Linked DNA regions of Sus scrofa: region 1 is linked to region 2. The links are chromatin contacts, called in public promoter capture Hi-C maps. All regions are on one chromosome and are shown on one strand. The core of a region is the stretch at or near the end of the contact, and the rest is flanking DNA. Distances in the headings are between cores, read along the strand shown. Region 1 holds the start of RBM14 (RNA binding motif protein 14). Region 2 holds the start of RBM4B (RNA binding motif protein 4B).

Region 1 (5,123 bases), core at 710-3,209, 54 kb after region 2:
CCCCCATCCATTTCCTGGTCAGGTGCCCAACTGGAGGCCCTCCCCACTCTTTCAGTGTAAACAAAAGCAGAAATCTATGCACCATACAGCCTGCCTCATCAGAGCACCCAGGAGGAAAGCCTGATTCTGGTTAGTCGTGGATCTGCATAGCCTGAGTTGAGGAAAACAGCTTGCAGTACTAATGCAAAAGAATGAATTACGCCTAGTGGTGGAGACTTTATACTTTACACTTCCCCAGTTACAGAAAGAATAAGGAACAACTTAAAAGATGCGCCTTTCCAGGACAGCAAATGATGTATCTTGATGGAAATGAGTAAGCATCTGCTCTCAAATGTATTTCCTATCCTCAGAACTTCTCACATAGGGTATAAGCAGGTGTGAATCCAACACCAAAAACAAGGGATCAGATACTCACTCCCAGATTACATCCTTTAAGACAGCAAGGCAAAGTTAACTCTGATCTGTTCCAAGTGGAACAGAAACCGGCCATATACACAAGGGCTGTACCTCCAAATCTTGCCAACGAAAAAGAAAAAGAGCTTAGGGGATAAACCCTCAGACTATGAAAAAAGTCAAGAGAGTCCCAAAAAGGAAGTCAGGCCTAAATTATGGTGATACAGTTTTCTTGAAGCAAACTAGGGCTCTCCCCTGACAACTAGACTATTTCAGCCAAGACGACTAGTAAGTTAAGGTCCCATGTCCCCCTCAGCCACAAAGTGTGCTACCTTGCAAAACCACCAAGCTTATAAAAGAAGGACACTGCCCTGGGGCACCAGCTTGGATGCTCAGAAGGAGACTTCACAAAACAAGCCTCCATCCACACGTGAAAGGTCAGGGTTTCCAGTTAAAGTCGATTCCAGAGGAAAAAAAGAACAAGTTTGAGGGAGTTGGAAAGCGCAGAGTTGCCACGCCTAATTCCCCTAACAATACTGAAAGGCCAAAGTGGTTCAGAAGGGGCCCCTCCTGTACCCAGGAGTAACTATACCTATGAATAGACCCAAACCACACAATACTAAAAGATCCCAGCCCCAAAACGTCCAAGGGCCCCGTTACCTTCCGCTCGGGAGCACTCATCGGGAGGGAACACGAGGGTGGGCTTGGGGCGTCAGCCCTCACCTTTTCCCTTTTCCCTTCCTCTGACCGACGTCTGGAGAGGAAGTGGGGAAGTGGCGAAATCTTCCCCGCTCCATGATCCGGCTTCTGCCCGTCACTTCCCAATTTCCGCTCGGTACCAGGCCCAGGAGACCAGTGGAAGGCGCGCCCCCGGTACCCTCCCAAGTCTCTCAGGCGCGTCCCCGGCCCCGCAGCTCGGCTCACAGTGGCCGCCGCACCCACCCAGAGCCGCTTCCTCCCATTTGGTTAATGGTGCCTGGACCGCAAGGGAGGAGGGAGTCTCTACCCAACGCGCCCCCAACACCTCCGGCCATCTCCCCACCGCCAACCGCTCAGTGACCGACCCCCGGGAAAGGGGCGTGGCTAAGAAGCAGAGTGCCCCGAGCGCGCCCGCGCCCCCCCCGCCTCAGCGTTACCTTTCACCACGTCACACTCGATGACGCGTCCGCGGCGCTCGAAGAGGCTGCGCAATTCCTGGCTCGTGCACGCAGCCGACACATTGCCCACGAATATCTTCCAAGTGTTAAGAGGCCGTGGGCGCGACATCTCCACTACGAGCGCGCGCCCCGGCCGCAGCTCGTGGCCGTGCAGGGCCTCGATGGCGCGCAGCGCGCCCGCGTTCTCGCGCATGTGCACGAAGGCGAACTGTTTCATGACGGCGCAGCTCATGACCGTGCCGTAGGGCGCGAAGAGAGCTGCCAGCTCCTCCGGCGTCGTATCCGCCCCATCGACGTTTCCCACGAATATCTTCATTTTGCCGCCGCAGCTGCCCTCCCGGAGAGCCGGGACCTCTCCTCCAGCGACTGGCGAGACGTCCGACCCGCCGGCAGTCCTCCCCAGGAATGGCTGGCGACCGAGAACCCCGCCGCGCAGGCGCTCTTACCTAGCCAATCGGAGCCCACATCCTGTGCGGCCTACAGCCAATCAGAGAGGCTGAAAGAAGATGCTCTTAGGCGCAGCCAATCCCAGAGGACCTGGAGCCCGCTCGTTAGCTGAGGGGGTGGGAGAGGGACGGCGGCGCGCGACCAACCGCCACTGCCGGGGGGGAGGCGGGGGAAAGGGTTAGAGAAGGGAATACGCGCGCTGGGAGCCGCTGAGCGTCGGAGAGGCCTAGTCGGCGTGGTGGCCTCTGACCTGGGTGGGGCCGGGGTTGGCGGGCCCCAAGGAAAAACTTTGTTCAGTCGGAAGTCAGAGCCCCTCCGCGTCTGGCAGCCTAGGCCAAACCCGCGCCTGGAGGTGGCAGTGAGAGTGTCTTCGGGAAGGCCAGGCCTGGCGGGAGAAACCAGTACGAACGCCTTCGGTCAGCACACGGCTCCCGGGAGTGCCGCCAGTGCTGCGCGGTCTGAGGGGACCTGAGAGGCATCTGCCCGGGAGAAACCCTCGTGCCTTTAAATCCGTCTTTGGGAACACATTCCCAGAGGTTGCAGACGGTGGAGACAGTTTAAAAAAAAAAAGAAAAAGAAAATCAGAGCCACCGCTGCCTTTAGGGAATTTCCCAACGAGGAATGACTTCTATCACTCTTGTATATGCTTGAAATTTTCCACAATAAAAAGTTGCATAAAGTAGGAAATGAAGTCGAGAGAAAGGTCCTTGAGGGGGTAAAAGTTGAGACTTTAAATAAAAGAGGGAAAACTTCAAAACTGACATGTATGTAAATAAAAAGATTGGGGAGTTTGGGTCGTGGCTCAGGGGAAATGAATCTGGCTAGCATCCATGAGGACGCAGGTTCCACCCCTGGCCTTGCTCAGTGGGTTAAGGATCTAGCATTGTCGTGAGCTGTGGTGTAGGTCGCAGATGCAGCTCGGATCTGGCATTGCTGTGGCTGTGGTGTAGGCCGGCAGCTGTAGCTCTGATTAGACCCCTAGCCTGGGAACCTCCATGTGCTGAAGGTGCAGCCCTAAAAAGCCACACACACACAAAACCTTTTGCATAGCAGAAGGCATCCAAAAGATAAGAACATGTGATAAACTCAGGGAAATATTTGCTTACAAGTTCAACTTTTCTTGAGCACCTACCCTGTGCGGTAGCACCAAGGATGCAGCAGTGAATTTAAAAAATGTCAAAAACTGGAGTTCCATGGTGGCTCAGCGGGTTAAGGAGCGGATTTTGTCTCTGCTGTTGCTCTGGTTACAGCTGTGGCTTGGGTTTGACCCCTGGCCCAGGTATTTCCACACACCTGCAGGCACGGCCAAAAAAAAGTGACAAAAATCTCGACCTTGGAGCTTGTATTTTGGTGGGGAGAGACAGATAATAATTATCAATTAAGTAAAACATATAGCCTGTTAGTGATAAAGACTTGAAGTAATGAGGGGAGCAAACAACTCATCTTCTGGGGGAATCATCCCAGCCAGAAAGTACATGTCTCAAAGTTCTGGGGCACAGCAGCATGCCTGTCTGTTCAAGGAATCACAAAGAACTGGTACAGCTAGGAGGGGAGCAGATTGAATAATACATCATAAGGTTGAGGAGGAGGTGTAGCCCCTTATGGGCCATTGAAATAACTTTGGATTTCACACCTTTTTATTTATTTATTTTTACTTTTTAGGGCCGCACCCGCAGCATATGGATGTTTCCAGGCTAGGGGGTGGAATCAGAGCTACAGCTGTCAACCTACACCACAGCTCACAGCAACACTGGATCCCCAGCCCACTGAGCAAGGCTGGGGATCAAACCTGCATCCTCATGGATACTAGGCAGATTTGTTTCCACTGCACCGCAACCGCAACTCCGGCTTTCACTCTTAATGAGTAGTATAGAGAGCAGAGATATTCATCGGATGTGACTTATCTTTCATAGTTTTATTAGTATCATTCTGGCTGCTAGTGAAATGGACAAAAACAAAGAGAAAATAGTCCTTTGCTCAGAACAATTATCACTACTGCAAAAATCCAGCAGGGAGGTGATGGTGACATGGATCTGGATGGCCGCAGTAGAATCCAGGGGAAGTGTTCAGATTTGGATATAGTTTTAGGGCAGAGCCAACACAGTGTGTGATCAGATGTGAGTTGTGAGAAAAAGAAGTTAAAGATGACACCAGGCAGGTGGAAGCACCTAGTTGCCGTTAACTGAGATGGGGAATGTGATGGATGCCAGAAATTCTTTTTTTTTTTTTTGTCTTTTTTTGCTATTTCTTGGGCCGCTCGCGTGGCATATGGAGGTTCCCAGGCTAGGGGTCAAATCGGAGCTGTAGCCACCGGCCTACGCCAGAGCCACAGCAACGCGGGATCCGAGCCGCGTCTGCAACCTACACCACAGCTCACAGCAACGCCGGATCGTTAACCCACTGAGCAGGGGCAGGGACCGAACCGGCAACCTCATGGTTCCTAGTCGGATTCGTTAACCACTGCGCCACGACGGGAACTCCCCGGATGCCAGAAATTCTATTTTAGACCTAATAAATTTGAGATGCCTCTCCAAGTGGAGATACCAATGGACAATTAGCTCTGTATCTGGAGTTCAGGGCAGAGGTCTGGGCTGAAGATACAAGTGTGGGAGTCTAAAGAGTTAATATCTATACTATACAAAGAACTCCTACAAACTGACAGGGAAAAAAGGTGAGATAAATGGGCCGAGAATGCTAGCTGGCAGTTTTATAGGTAAAGAAGTACAACTGGCCAATAAATAAGAAACTTCATTGCTAGTCAGGGAAATACAATTTCCTGGGAAAAGGAGAATATTTTCACCCCTCAGATTAGCAAAAAATCAAAAGATTTTGATTTTTTTTAACCACCATCTTTTGATGGTAAAGGTGAGGAAAGCTAACTCATACATTGTGATGATATTGTGAACTCTGTGTCCTTCTTGGTAAGTATATTGGCAATAGCAAAATTTTAAACGTAGTGAGTCTTTAATATAGTAATCTCACTTTGAAGAGCTAGTCTTTAAAAAAAAAACTCATCAGGAGTTCCCGTCGTGGCGCAGTGGTTAACGAATCCGACTAGGAACCATGAGGTTGCCGGTTCGGTCCCTGCCCCTGCTCAGTGGGTTAACGATCTGGCGTTGCCGTGAA
Region 2 (4,799 bases), core at 1,187-3,686:
GAATGACAGACAGCAGGTCCGGACTCTATTTGCAAAGTCTGTGCTGGAACACAGGAAGAAACCCAAGTTAGAAAACAAGCAACGGTGGGAGTTCCGGTCATGGCGCAGTGGAAATGAATCCGACTAGAAACCATGAGGTTGCAGGTTCGCTCCCTGGCCTCGCTCAGTGGGTTAAGGGTCCGGCATTGCCATGAGCTGTGGTGTAGGTCACAGACACGGCTCGGATCTGGCATTGCTGTGGCTGTGGCATGGGCCAGCAGCTGTAGCTCCAGTTAGACCTCCAGCCTGGGAACCTCCATATGCCGCAGGTGCGGCCCTAAAAAGACAAAAGACAAAAAAAAAAAACAAAAAAAAAAACAGTAATGGTGAAGATGACTGTAAACTATTTCAGAAATGGGCAAGGAGGTCCCTACACATGTTTCAAAAGTCTGAGTGTAGAGAGAAACTGGAAATGACCAAGAAGAGAGGGAAAAGGAGAGAGAAATAGAATTAGGTGGGAGACAAACATGAGTGTTATCAGAATTGGAAGAACAGTGCCTCTTCTGAAATTGCCGGAATTTCAAAAAGAATTCAGGGAAAGAAACATAACAAAGTAGTTGGGCAGGAAGAGAGCAGCCTGGAGAATTTGTGCCTGATAGTATCTGAGAGGATATCAAGGAGGAACGGTGACTGACAACCAACCTGGCATGCTCTACCTGCAGATAAGCTCAGGCCATCCATCTCCATAAATGTCTATTCTTTGTTCAAAGCTAACAGCGAGTAATTCACATTAATAACTTCCCTTCTTGCCACCAGGAGGTGCCCTTGGACCACAGCTGAGTTCTGAAAGCGAGGAAGTGCCGGGGAACTCAATTTCCCAGCCCTCCCGCGGCTTGGTGTGCACGTGGGGACGCTGGGCTACCCCTGAAACAAGCACCCTCTCTGGGCCTGCACACCAGGTATTCCTTTGGTGTGCTCGCCAAGGACCAGAAACGCGAATGACACACAATTAGGGCCTAGTTCTCTAGCTAGGGAGGGAAAACTCGCCTTTCAATACATATGACAAACGAAACTTAACTAAGTTAGCCTCTTAGAGCTACTCAGCTCTGCCATTTTTAGTCCTCCGTTTCCTCACCAATGAATAATGTTTGCAATTTAAAAATTTTTAATTATGTTTAAAAACTCTACAAAGAAAGATTAGGTTTGCCTAAAATGTGGCGCGCCCGTATTTCTCAAACGTTCTCCCAAGCGGCCGTAGAGGATGGCCAGGCCTCTGAGAAAACCGCCTTTTAGCGGACCCAGTGAGATAACCCTTTGTCATCAGCCACTGCCCTCCTCCCCCACCCCCATGGCCCAATAGCACGATCCATTGTGATGCTTAGTGACTCTCCCGGGCTTCTGATTTCACCCAGGCAGTGGTTGCGTCCAGAGCCCTTCTGACGCAGGAGCTCCGACCCGCCACCTTCCAGGGTGGTGATTGGCTACCGGGGGGCAGGGGGCGGGCTGACCTCCGCGCCGCAGCGCCGTCACCAGCTGGCCCCGCCCCTGTATCGGGGCGGCTGGGAGCCGAGCCCCGGGCAGCCATTTGTATGCGGCCGCGGGATTGGTCGCCCGGCTCCCGCGAGGGGGAGGGGAGGGAGGCAGCGCGCACTCGCGCGTGCGTGAGCTGGCGCGCGAGAAAGGGCCCGGTCCCGCCGAGGCTCGAGCGGCCGTCGCCATTTTGTAGGGTTCTCTCTGACGCGGGAGCCGCCGCCACCGCCGCCGCCACCCGGAGGTGCGAGGGGTTCTTGTGGGTGTGTGGGGGGCCTGGGAGCGGGCCGGGCCGGGTCTCTGGCGGACGGGGACGGCCTAGGGTTTGCCGTTCTCCTCACACTGCAAGAGGTCCGGGAAGACAACGGGAGGAGGCGGGGCCGGGTCTCCGGAGGGGGCGGGGCAGGGGTCAGGTCGAGTCTTTGTTGGGGCGAAGGAACTGGAGTTGGGCCGCTTGAAGAGGGGTGGTCCTAGTTTGGGGCCAAGGAGGCCTTTTTATTCCTAGAGTATCGTGAAAGGTGATGCTGCACGGAGGAGAGGTACCCAGATTTCCCTCCAAAACCGTTGTTACCAGGGACAGTCAGATAGATGCCTCTTGCTCCCAGCTTGGAGTCTTCTCGTACCTGCTCCCCCAAAAAGAGTTTTTTAAACCAACCCTGTGCTTAGAATGTGCCTCATTTTACAGAGATGTTGGACTATGCAATGCATGCTGACACCCGCTCTGTTTGCACATTACACAGAGCTTACACTACTCTTTCAAAGCAAATCTTTTCCCTCCGCTCTTGGAAGAATAATGAATGTCTATGTGAGGATCTTGAAGATGCCAAGAACTTCGGAGGATTAATCCAAAATGCAGTGTACCGAAAATTTCTCCTCCACTGCTAACTTTTGGAAATTTCGTTTCTTTTCTCCCAGGCTCTTGTCAGGATGGTAAAGCTGTTCATTGGGAACCTGCCCCGGGAGGCCACAGAGCAGGAGATCCGCTCACTGTTCGAGCAGTATGGGAAGGTGCTGGAATGTGACATCATTAAGAACTACGGCTTTGTACACATAGAGGACAAGACGGCGGCCGAGGATGCCATTCGCAACCTGCACCACTACAAGCTGCACGGGGTGAACATCAACGTGGAAGCCAGCAAGAATAAGAGCAAAGCTTCAACCAAGTTGCATGTGGGCAACATCAGTCCTACTTGTACCAACCAAGAGCTTCGGGCCAAATTTGAGGAGTACGGTCCAGTCATCGAATGTGACATCGTGAAAGATTATGCCTTCGTACACATGGAGCGGGCAGAGGATGCGGTGGAGGCCATCAGGGGCCTTGACAACACAGAGTTTCAAGGTGAACTGCCCTGGGGCCTGGGTGGCGAGAGTGAGTGGGGTCTAGTTCTAGACAGAGGCAGAAACACAGGACCATGGGTCTGGTAGGGTGGTGTCTTCCATTCTATTTCGGTTGGAAATAATAGATTGTATGTTTACCACACTTCAGCACAACTTACTCTTGGAGAAGCAAACACTTCTCCTTTTCACCTTTGCCAAGATGTTCCTCAGCAACTTTGTAGAATCTCAAACAGTGGGGGTTACCTTATCCTGCAGCCTTCATTCACTTAAGTGCTGTTGGAGGTTTAATCTGCCTGGGCCAATGAGTACCTCATGGGAGAGGGGAGGACGAAGGCCTGTGGCTTACCTGCTTCTTTTATGATATGATGGAAAGTGTTATATTAGAGAATTTATTTAATTTTTTGGACTGCGGCCACAGCATGTGAAAGTTCCTGGGCCAAGGATCGAACCCACACCACAGCAGTGACAATGCCAGATCCTTAACTTGCTGAAGCACCAGGGAGTTCCTTTTAGTTTTATTTATTTATTTATTTATTTTTTGAGATTTTAAATGGTTAAGATTTATACTCTTTACTGCTTTGAGGTATGAGTTATGGGAAAGGAGAACCGAGACATCTAGAGGTGTTCCTGGTGGTGACTCTGGATTAGCTCTTTGCTCAGATTTGCTCAGTACTGTGAACTATACAAGCAGGTCCAGAGACCATGGCAGGGACTAGACTGTTCCACTTACTGTTATTTAACTCGAAGGGAAAAAAAGAAAATTTCTAAAAATATTAGGTTGAATGGGAGTGATGGTCCTGCTTATGAGATTTGCAGTAAGGCTGCTGTATTATTTATGTTATTAATAAAGGTACATATGTTGTCGTTAATGCCAGGAGGTTGTCTGAAGACTCTAGAACTGTGCTCATGTGGTAGCCACTAGCCCCATGTGACTTTTAAATTGAAATGAAATTTTAAGATTTGGTTTCTCAGTTGTGCTGCACACCTTTCAAGCATTCAGAGTCATATGAGGCTAGCGGTTGCTGTATTAATGCAGATATGGAACATTTCCGTCATCACAGAAAGTTCTGTGCATAGTGCTCTTCTACAAGTTTCTTGTTGACAGCATCATCTTGGACAACAGGTTTACAGCCACTTTTCAGGTTTGTAAATTAAGACCTTTTTTCTCGAGTGCCGCTAAAGGGGTTGTTAACACTTACTCAAGAGTCCTCTACTAAACCTAGAAAACAGAAAAGAAATGGAAAGGAGAAAAAGGTGACCAGAAAAGGGTAAGAAAGTTTACCAGTAGTAGAGATTGCAAATAGTGTGTCAGATATCTCTGCCTCAGCCAGTGGTGCCCTGGCCTTTAGCTACTCTTTAAAGCACAGGCAAAAGTTGTAACTTGTGTAACTTTGGGCAAGTGTCTTAATCTTGCTGTGTTTCATTTCCCCACTTAGAAAGGAGAGTTAATGACCCCTGCCGTACCTCCCTCACAGGATGATAGTGAGCCCAGAATGAGGTGCTAGGCGTGAGAGTGTTTTGACGTGAAAACACTGTATGATGAAAGGTGAGGGGTTCCCTTCATGGCTCAGCCGTTAATGAACCCGACTAGGAACAATGAGGATGTGGGTTCGATCCCTGCCCTCGCTCAGTGGGTTAAGGATCTGGCGTTGCTGTGGCTGTGGTGTAGGCTGGCAGCTGTAGCTCTGGTTCGACCCCTAGCTTGGAAACTTCTGTATGCAGCAGGTGCGGCCCTAAGAAAAAAAAAAGGTGAGTGGTGTTGGCAACAAGAAGTATATTTCTGTTATGGTTAAAAAACTTCTTTAAAATGTGGTAGTTAGCTTTCCTTATGTATATTTTTCTTTTAGTAGTCTGGAAGCTGTTGCACTTCATATAGCTTTAAAAATATTCTTAATTACCGTCATTTGATGAAGGAGAGGACTGTGAATGGACAGTGTTGGGAACTGGTGTTC

Evidence for each region. Promoter capture Hi-C pulls out the DNA fragments that hold promoters and counts their contacts.
Region 1: a contact with region 2 is called in a promoter capture Hi-C map of liver, with 6 times the contacts expected there. The contact joins the promoter of RBM14 here to the promoter of RBM4B in region 2. A contact is called at or near these places in 3 of 5 promoter capture datasets (fetal liver, fetal skeletal muscle and liver), 13 of 47 Hi-C or Micro-C datasets (adipose tissue, alveolar macrophages, blood and 8 more) and 2 of 2 datasets of contacts at active chromatin or transcription factors (alveolar macrophages and skeletal muscle).

Annotation. Positions count from the first base shown.
Region 1 is chr2:5,798,799-5,803,921 of Sscrofa11.1, forward strand. RBM14 (RNA binding motif protein 14) reads right to left here and starts at 1,960. Exons shown (of 3, transcript NM_001244221.1): 1 at 1,530-1,960. The coding sequence starts at 1,866.
Region 2 is chr2:5,743,838-5,748,636 of Sscrofa11.1, forward strand. RBM4B (RNA binding motif protein 4B) reads left to right here and starts at 2,437. Exons shown (of 2, transcript NM_001123188.1): 1 at 2,437-2,848. The coding sequence starts at 2,437.